Regions from separate parts of the Rattus norvegicus genome. Here region 2 is linked to region 1. Evidence: chromatin contacts called from public Hi-C data. All regions are on one chromosome and are shown on one strand. Each heading gives the region's core, a stretch centred on a gene start, on an enhancer-like site or on the middle of the called end of the contact. The rest is flanking DNA. Distances are from core to core; before and after follow the strand shown.

Region 1 (3,883 bases), core at 654-3,153:
TGTCTAGAACCCTTGTGGGGCAGTTTAACATCCATGAAACTCCAGGATTTTTCTCTCAGTGCGTTTCTCTTTTTCCTCTTTTTGGTTTGTCAAAACCCAGGCTGGCTTCAAACTTTTGGAAGTCCTCCTGCTTCCTTCATCTCCTCAGTCCTGAGGTTGTAGACATGAATAACCACACCCAGTCCAAACTGGGCACATTTATGTTTGCATTTTAAGTCATCGTGTGACTTAAATACATCAATACAAATATCCCATATTTTGTGTAAGAAGCACTCTAAATCACCCTTTTAGTTAATGTACCTTTCCAGTCAAGCCTTTATTTTTGAAGAAAATGAACAAAGAAAAAAAACTTTATTTCCTGTAGATATCCACTAGAGGACGATATTTCCTTTATTATATTTCTCATAATGGGTATTAAATCCATCAAACGGTTTTTCGTGTTTTCTGAGAAGTTGAACCTCTAATTTGACTTCTAATTTCGCCTCTATAAAATGTGACTCTGTTAATTTGATGGCTTATGCCATGCACAGTGCTTCCGTCCTTGACTCTGTTTCCAATTCTAACCATCAGGAGGCAACGTCTCATGTACTCCAGGAAAGGAAAAATTAAGTAAAACTGCCAAATAAAAAGTCGTTTTACGGGGAAAGGGATCATTAATTTAAGGAAAGAGACAAACCAGACTTTTTTAGTTCGTATCCAACTCACGGCCCAAGGTCAGAACTGTAAAATACAGCACAAAGGAGCCATTCAGGAGCTGGCGAAGAGGACTTGGGACGAACGTTGTGCACAATCCGCGCTTTGATTTTGCAGTTCTGCTGGAGGGGGCTGGTGCACGCTTGTGCACGTGCGTGTGAATAGTTATGGGGGAGCAGCTGGTCCTGCGAGAGCTGGGCGTGGATCTGTGCAATCAGTAGCTCTCTTGCGAGCCGCTTGGGGTGCACCTGGGCGCTGCTGAAAGGCAGCAATTCACTGTACCCAGGGGGCACCGAGTCCCGAGGGGACAGAAGACCTGCCGACCCGCAGGTCACTCCAGCAAGTCCTTAAAAGGGAACACCTGCATGCAGGAGGCGTTCAGTGCAGGTCCTCGTTTTTCATCTGGTTCCTCTTCAGGCACTCCTTTTCCACCTCGGACAAAAAGGGTCCTTCTGACAGGACACCAGTAATAGGGAAGTCGTGCATTCTTTAGATTAGAACTCCCACCTCCGAGGTAATCCTTGGAAAACAGGTATGAACCTACACAGGGGTGTGATCACAGGCCTTTGGATGCCGGGCCATTTTCAGGTCCCAGTTTAAAACATTCTGTTCCGATCCGAGCCTAAAGGCAATATAAACAAAAGCAGACAGATTTGAGAAGAGAAGCAGAGGTGCTTCCCCTCCCTCCAAGCATAAATAGCTTTCCGTTTCTCAAAAGAGAAGGAGGAGGGGCTTGGTAGAAAGTCGACTAGAAAGGTGGGTAGGGTCTCCTCCCGGTTTTCTCTTCCCACTTTCCTGGGCTGGCTGCTCACAGCTTCACAAGGAGCTGTCTGCCTAAGTCTAAAGCTTAGAAGGTGAGAAAGGGACAGCACATAGTCCTCAGCGCTGGGGCCTGCTTTCTGGGTTCCCCCTGCTTTCTGGGTCTCTGTGCCCCACCTCCTTGCTAGCTCGCTCGCTTGTTCTTTCCCCTCCTCAGCTCCAACCCACCCACTACAACCCATCCTCAGCCTCCTAGCCAAGAGGTTTCGCCCAACCTCCAACTCCAAGACGAGTAAGATTTGCATATTTCCCGCCCCTCTCGGAAACCATTGGCACAGCCTTTGCCCGGCGTGGCTGATGATTGGTGAACGGTCCCGGGTGTATTTGCATGCGGGCTGCTCGGGTGGACCTATCTGTGTCGGTAACCCGCGCCCAGTAGAAGTTTGTGGAGCGCTTTCTCACCGGCTGGTCCGGGACGGATAGCCGGCGCCTCGCTCTTCGGTGACCGCCCCATTCTCTCGGGATTCCTTCTCTGTGGTGACGGACGCTCTAGACGCTCGGTAAGGGAAGCTGAGGCTGGCGGCGGGAGTTCAGAGGAGGAGCGCGGAGAGGTTGCTCGCTGACAGCGGCGCGGCTGGACGCGGACGGCGTCGGGCTCTGGCCGGCTGAGAGCTTCGCCCACCTTCCCCGCGGCCTGTGCGCAGGCGATGCTGCGGCCCCGAGGCGCGGCGCGGCGAGCAGGGAGGGCGCCTCCGAGAGCCTAGAGCTGGTTTCCGTCCTCTTCCCCGGGGCAAGTGGGCATGGAACAGTGAGAGCCCCTCGCTCGGCGAGGCCGCGCGCGGAGGCTCCCCATGGCCGGGACGTACAGCTCCACATTGAAGACTCTGGAGGACTTGACCTTGGACTCCGGGTATGGGGCCGGCGACTCCTGCCGCTCGCTCAGCCTTTCGTCTTCCAAGTCCAACTCGCAGGCGCTCAACTCTTCGGCGCCGCAGCACCGCGGGGCGGCCTGGTGGTGCTACTCCGGCTCCATGAACAGCCGCCACAACAGCTGGGACACGGTGAACACAGTGCTGCCCGAGGATCCCGAAGTGGCCGACCTCTTCTCGCGCTGCCCGCGGCTCCCGGAGCTAGAGGAGTTCCCTTGGACCGAGGGAGACGTGGCTCGGGTGCTCCGCAAAAGCGTCGGCGGCCGGAGGCTGCCCTCATTCTCCGCCGAGGCTGTGAGGCGCTTGGCCGGACTCCTCCGCCGGGCGCTCATCCGCGTGGCCCGGGAGGCGCAGCGCCTAAGCGTGCTGCACGCCAAGTGTACCCGCTTCGAGGTGCAGAGTGCGGTGCGCCTGGTGCACAGCTGGGCGCTGGCCGAGAGCTGCGCGCTGGCAGCGGTCAAGGCGTTGTCCCTCTATAGCATGAGCGCTGGCGATGGGCTGCGCCGCGGCAAGTCGGCACGCTGCGGCCTCACTTTCTCCGTGGGCCGTTTCTTCCGTTGGATGGTGGACACTCGCATCTCCGTGCGCATCCATGAGTATGCGGCCATCTCGCTTACGGCTTGCATGGAGAACTTGGTGGAGGAGATCCGGGCTAGGGTCCTGGCGAGTCAGAGCCCTGATGGCGGAGGGGCAGGAGGCGGAGAGGTATCCGCTGAGGCCTTGGAGATGGTCATCAACAACGATGCCGAGCTCTGGGGAGTCCTGCAACCCTATGAGCATCTCATCTGCGGCAAGAACGCCAATGGTAAGCACGAGGGGGTGTGGGTGAGGAAAACAGGCTGGGTGGGCCACCCCAGGAATGGGATTTCTTAGGCGCAAGCTGTGAAGTGTACCACGTCTCTGAGAGAAATGGAATTCTGGGAGAATTCTTAAGTGGAAATCTTGTCAAAGGTTGTTTTTAGGTTTCTTAACTTTTGGAGGATAAAGTTGTGATTAATGTTCTGTTGGCTGTGCGCTAATTGGGTGAGAATGGGTGTCTGGACCAAACTACTCCTGAACCACTCTCTAAAGTGAGGCTTGCAGCCCTGCTATGGTTTGCCCTGTTTAGTTGGATCTCTAGGAGTCTATTTTCACCCTCACTGTGGTTCTTCAGCACAGTGGCAGCAAGGATCTGTACTCTCAAAACCTGAGCCTTGGATAAATGGGCTGAGTAGAGGAGAGTGGAAAGCCCAGGTTTTGGTGCTGTACCTAGGACTTAATGATGTTCAGAGTTAGGGCTCTTGACAGGAGGTGGAGGGGGAGCTCCCAGCTCTTTATATACTATATGCCAGGGGTGAGGGAAACCAGGGATTCTTGAATCTCCTTCCCAGAAAGACAGCCACATGCTGGCTTCTGGGGCTGAATTTTCCAGCTGTCATTAGCCAAGTAAGCATTTGATTAAAACCTCATGTCGAATTAAATGCACAACCTTTTAGGCTTTCCTGAAAGGAAAGATGACAGGC
Region 2 (3,883 bases), core at 570-3,069, 33 kb after region 1:
AAAAAAAAAAAAAAAAAAAAAGAAGCCCATGGCAAGGCAGAGTAAGCAAGCCAGAGAGCTGGATGGGAGTCTGAAGACAGGGCGGTGGTATCAGAGGGCAGGGGACCTAAGCCAGGCTTTATCAAGCAAGCGTGGAGTATAAACTGGTGGCCCGATGACAGATTGAACCCTGAAGGAAAGGGCTGTATATTTATTAACCATGTGGAGGTAGATGCTGGAAAGTACTGTATGAGTTTCTGACAGATATTGAGCTGGCCTTGTGCTCTGTAGCTGCGTGCTGGTAGGGAGAGCCAAACAACCTTCTAACTTGAATCTCTCATACATAGGAGCTTGGAATTTGGGACCAGAGGGGCCCAAGCGTTTGCCAACCTTTTCATTCTTTCCTGTGTATGGTCTAGGTTTCCCCAAGAACTGTACCCCAAATGCATCCTCAGTGCGCTAATGCCTTGTGTACACAGGTCCTTTGTAGTCCCTAGATAGTTAACTGGTGTGCAGACCAGGTGATCTCTGCTTATTCTTAGGAGGTATTTTATCTACAGCTTTATCATATTTGGGTTGAATGAAGATTTTAAAAATATATATTTTTTGCACTCACAGATTATCTGTAAAATTTGGGCTCCAGTAAGACCAACGGAAACAGTATCTTGGCATTGCTATTTTCACAGCTCAGCCTGAGACTTAGTGATGAAATATTTGAGGCAAACATGTTTGTACTACACTTAGGGGTGGGTTGGGGTGTGGGGGCGGGAGAACAGAGAGAGAAGCACCATCACAACACTATTTTCTGCTCCCACGTAGATCAGAAGACTCAAAGTGGATTCTAAAATGAAACTATTGATAGAAAGTGAGAGCCTCTTTCTGTGAGGAGTTCTTGCTTATACCAAAAGGCCACAGTTTGCTGATGATTTGAGACAAAAGGTTAAAAAGGGAACAGTTTGTAACTTTTCAAATACCTATGCCATACATGCTAATATAGTGGCCCAGAGTGTGGTGTAGTGGCCCATGCTGCCCAGGGTTGGGTGCCCTCAGCTGAGAGCTGTCTTCCTGCTGCCTGACCTGTGGCCTCTCCCCTACCGTCCCCCTTATCCAAGGAGCAACTGGAAGCTGGAGGTCAGGTCCCACAGTGCCACCTGGTTGAAGCAGGGCTTGAGTCTTTTGCCCTGGTCTGACTAGTCTGATCACTTGGTTCCAGAGTTGATTCTTGTCATGTCAGGTGTCAGGTCAAAGGGTAACCTTTTTTCTTACGTCTAAATTTTAATTACAGACATGTAATAAGCAGCTTGATGCTGGTCATTTGAAATTGCTGTGTAAGTTTGCTGAGATAACTTATTCTAACACTGTGGTATTTCTCCACAGAGGGAAGGCTCTTGCTAGCTTGATGGCCCTAGAGGCTATACAGTTTTGTCAGTTTGTCAGAACCACTAGGAAGTGCTAGGAAAGACCCCGGAAAGCACAGAGGATGGCAGCTTCGGTCGTTCCTGGTAGGGAAAAGGAAGTCAGGTTGGAGGGGACCTATGCACATACATATAAGAGGCATTGCAGAAAAAAACCCTTAGGGCCGTGCCAGCCAGACTGTATCCTTTTCTCCCTCCTGGTGTTGAGGGAAAGTTGTGAGTGCAAGAGAGGAGGAGTGAAAAGTGGGAACCCAGAACTTCTCCAGAGCCCTTCTAATTGTTTCCATTCCTCCTCCAAAGGCCTGTATTCCCCAAAGTTTCCTGGACTCCCAATCATGGCTTTGTATTGTCTCAGGGAGCTCCCAAAGATGACTTCTAAACCCACAGAGAGCCAGACACTAGTGCCCAGCCTCTCAGAGCTCAGGCCAGGAGGCCCCTGGACACAGGTGATTTCAGAGACTCATCTCTCCTCATTGGCAGCAACTAGTCAGCCTGAACTGGGCACGTAGCCAGTGAAACCCAGGAAGCTCAACATGCTGGTTTTAATCAGGAGGCTTGCTCTGTGGTAATTGGGGCTCCTCGAGCACAGATCTGGTCTCACTTAGGTTTCCAAATGCCAGGCGTGCTTGTTTCCACAGATAGAGTGTCTGTAGTTCACGTGGCTGCATGCAAATGCAGACTATCCAGAAGGCAGCCCCACTCACTCCCTCGTGTGCAGGCTTCTCTTTAATGTGGAATTTTGAGCTCTTCTGGAAGGGATTTTTCCAGTCTTTGTATTTTGCAAGGAGCGTAAGATAATACGTGGCAGTCTTTCTGGAGAAGTCGTTTAGAGATGGACTGAACTTGCAAAATGAAACTGTCGGGACCATCATGTGGCTGATTCCACACCCTATAAGCTGGGTGTCTCCCTTGGCTTCTCAGAGCAGGCTAGGCTTTGTGGTCAGGCAACCTGTGCAGTCTCCTACAGCCTCAGAATAAATGAGCTGCAGTCACAGCCTTGATATTCTCTAGTTTCTGATCCCCATTAATCCCATGTTCGTTTTGCACAGGTGTTGCCAGTTCTACTAATAAATAAATGACACTAATGGTGGATATCAGGGGTAGCAATTAGACTCCACAACTTATCAGCCATATATACTCTAGAGTTGAAAGGGGGACTCAAAGGAGACCTATCAAACCCAAAGCAGTGGTGTGGGGAAAAGATCAGGCCCCTCTGAAGTACTGACTGCAATGTATGCCAGACAGCAGGCCCTTAAACCACACCTCCGAGTGGCCTTGTCGTCACTTCTCTTTCATGCAACAAATACTACTGAATGCCCACCACTACCAGCAGCCTTCTACATTTCCCTGAGGGTTTAGGGGCACTGGATATTAAAGAATGTGCCAGGTAGTATTTCTCTTTGCTATCTTGCATAAGACCTTCCCCTTTGCTTCTGTAAATTGGACCTTGAACTCTCAGCCTCCAGAGCATGTTTACTTGTTCACTCTACCTCAGGCAGTACCCCCACCCTAGTGCCAGGCACTAACCAGGTCATGCCCTGGTGACCTGTCCCTAAGATCTGGGTACTGTTTTGAGTATTATCATGTGCTGACTCATTCCTCCATAAAGATTCCAAGGCCAGTTGTTGCTCTGTTTAGCAGATGAGGAAACTGAGGTAGATGAACCCTTCCAATGGCATCTCTCTTGCTCATATGACTTGACTGATATCATCTTTGTAAAGTGTGTATATGGTAACAAGTCATCACATCTCCTGGGATGTTTTGAGTTGGCGTTCCCAAATGACCAGGAGGCAGACACAGTTCGTGCTATAAACTGCTGTTCCTTTGAGATTAGCTTCCCTTCTGAGCCAGGTGGCCTGTAAGAAGCTACCAGACACTAAAAAATGTGGTCAGACCACAGCTTACCCAGGAAAGTACTGAGGTGCACAGGAGCTGGCCAAAGGGCCCATCTGCAAGTCAGCCCTGGAGCCAGCACCTCCAGTTTGAGGGTCGCTGGTCATCCTATTACTGTCTTCCCACTGCCAGCTGCTGGCCTCAATCTAGAGAAGGTTCCAGAAGCCCTTAAGCAAGAAAGTGTACACAAGCTCCTGTATTAATTGTTCCACCAACAATAAGTTATCATTGATCCTTTCAGCCTCTACGTCATTCCCAAATCAAGAATCATGTCCCCATTTTAGTGTACATAGTTTTACTCATCGAGAAATGACCTTAAGAAGTGTGGGTTTGGCAATGCTTACATCTGTGTTAGCTCTGTTAGCTTTAGAAACTTCCATATATTTCTCTGAGGCGGTTTCCCTGTTAAGTAAGAATGGTAGAACCTATTATCCCTAGTTCATGGGAAGACTAAGTATTAGGTTGCATGAAAATAGTTCATGGTGTGTTGTAAGTGCTCAATAGGTTCTTTTTGCTGCTAGACATCCTCAGATACCAGGGTAGCCTTTGGGAAGGGGATTGTTTTCAAATGGGAATTGTGAGGACAGCAAACTCAT

Evidence for each region. Hi-C and Micro-C count contacts between places; a contact is called where the count stands out from the background.
Region 2: a contact with region 1 is called in a Hi-C map of liver, with 4 times the contacts expected there. The contact joins the enhancer-like site here to the promoter of Abtb2 in region 1. A contact is called at or near these places in 5 of 12 Hi-C or Micro-C datasets (hepatocytes, kidney, liver and 1 more) and 1 of 1 datasets of contacts at active chromatin or transcription factors (oligodendrocytes).

What each region holds. Positions count from the first base shown.
Region 1 is chr3:110,407,769-110,411,651 of GRCr8, forward strand. Abtb2 (ankyrin repeat and BTB domain containing 2) reads left to right here and starts at 1,904. Exons shown (of 17, transcript NM_134403.2): 1 at 1,904-3,186. The coding sequence starts at 2,304. LOC120101613 (a long non-coding RNA gene) reads right to left here and starts at 2,054. Exons shown (of 2, transcript XR_005502311.2): 1 at 1,915-2,054; 2 at 286-1,315. LOC120101612 (a long non-coding RNA gene) reads left to right here and starts at 3,193. Exons shown (of 2, transcript XR_005502310.2): 1 at 3,193-3,883.
Region 2 is chr3:110,441,257-110,445,139 of GRCr8, forward strand. The region is part of intron 1 of Abtb2 (ankyrin repeat and BTB domain containing 2); the gene reads left to right. It overlaps LOC120101612 (a long non-coding RNA gene), which reads left to right. Exons shown (of 2, transcript XR_005502310.2): 1 at 1-3,883. Among named protein-coding and RNA genes, the nearest start is that of Abtb2, 34 kb to the left of the region's middle. Within about 2 kb of position 1,820, at least 7 of the 93 cell types and tissues checked have an H3K27ac peak or open chromatin away from gene starts, as enhancers often do. A contact at or near this core is called in hepatocytes and liver, where this site is marked.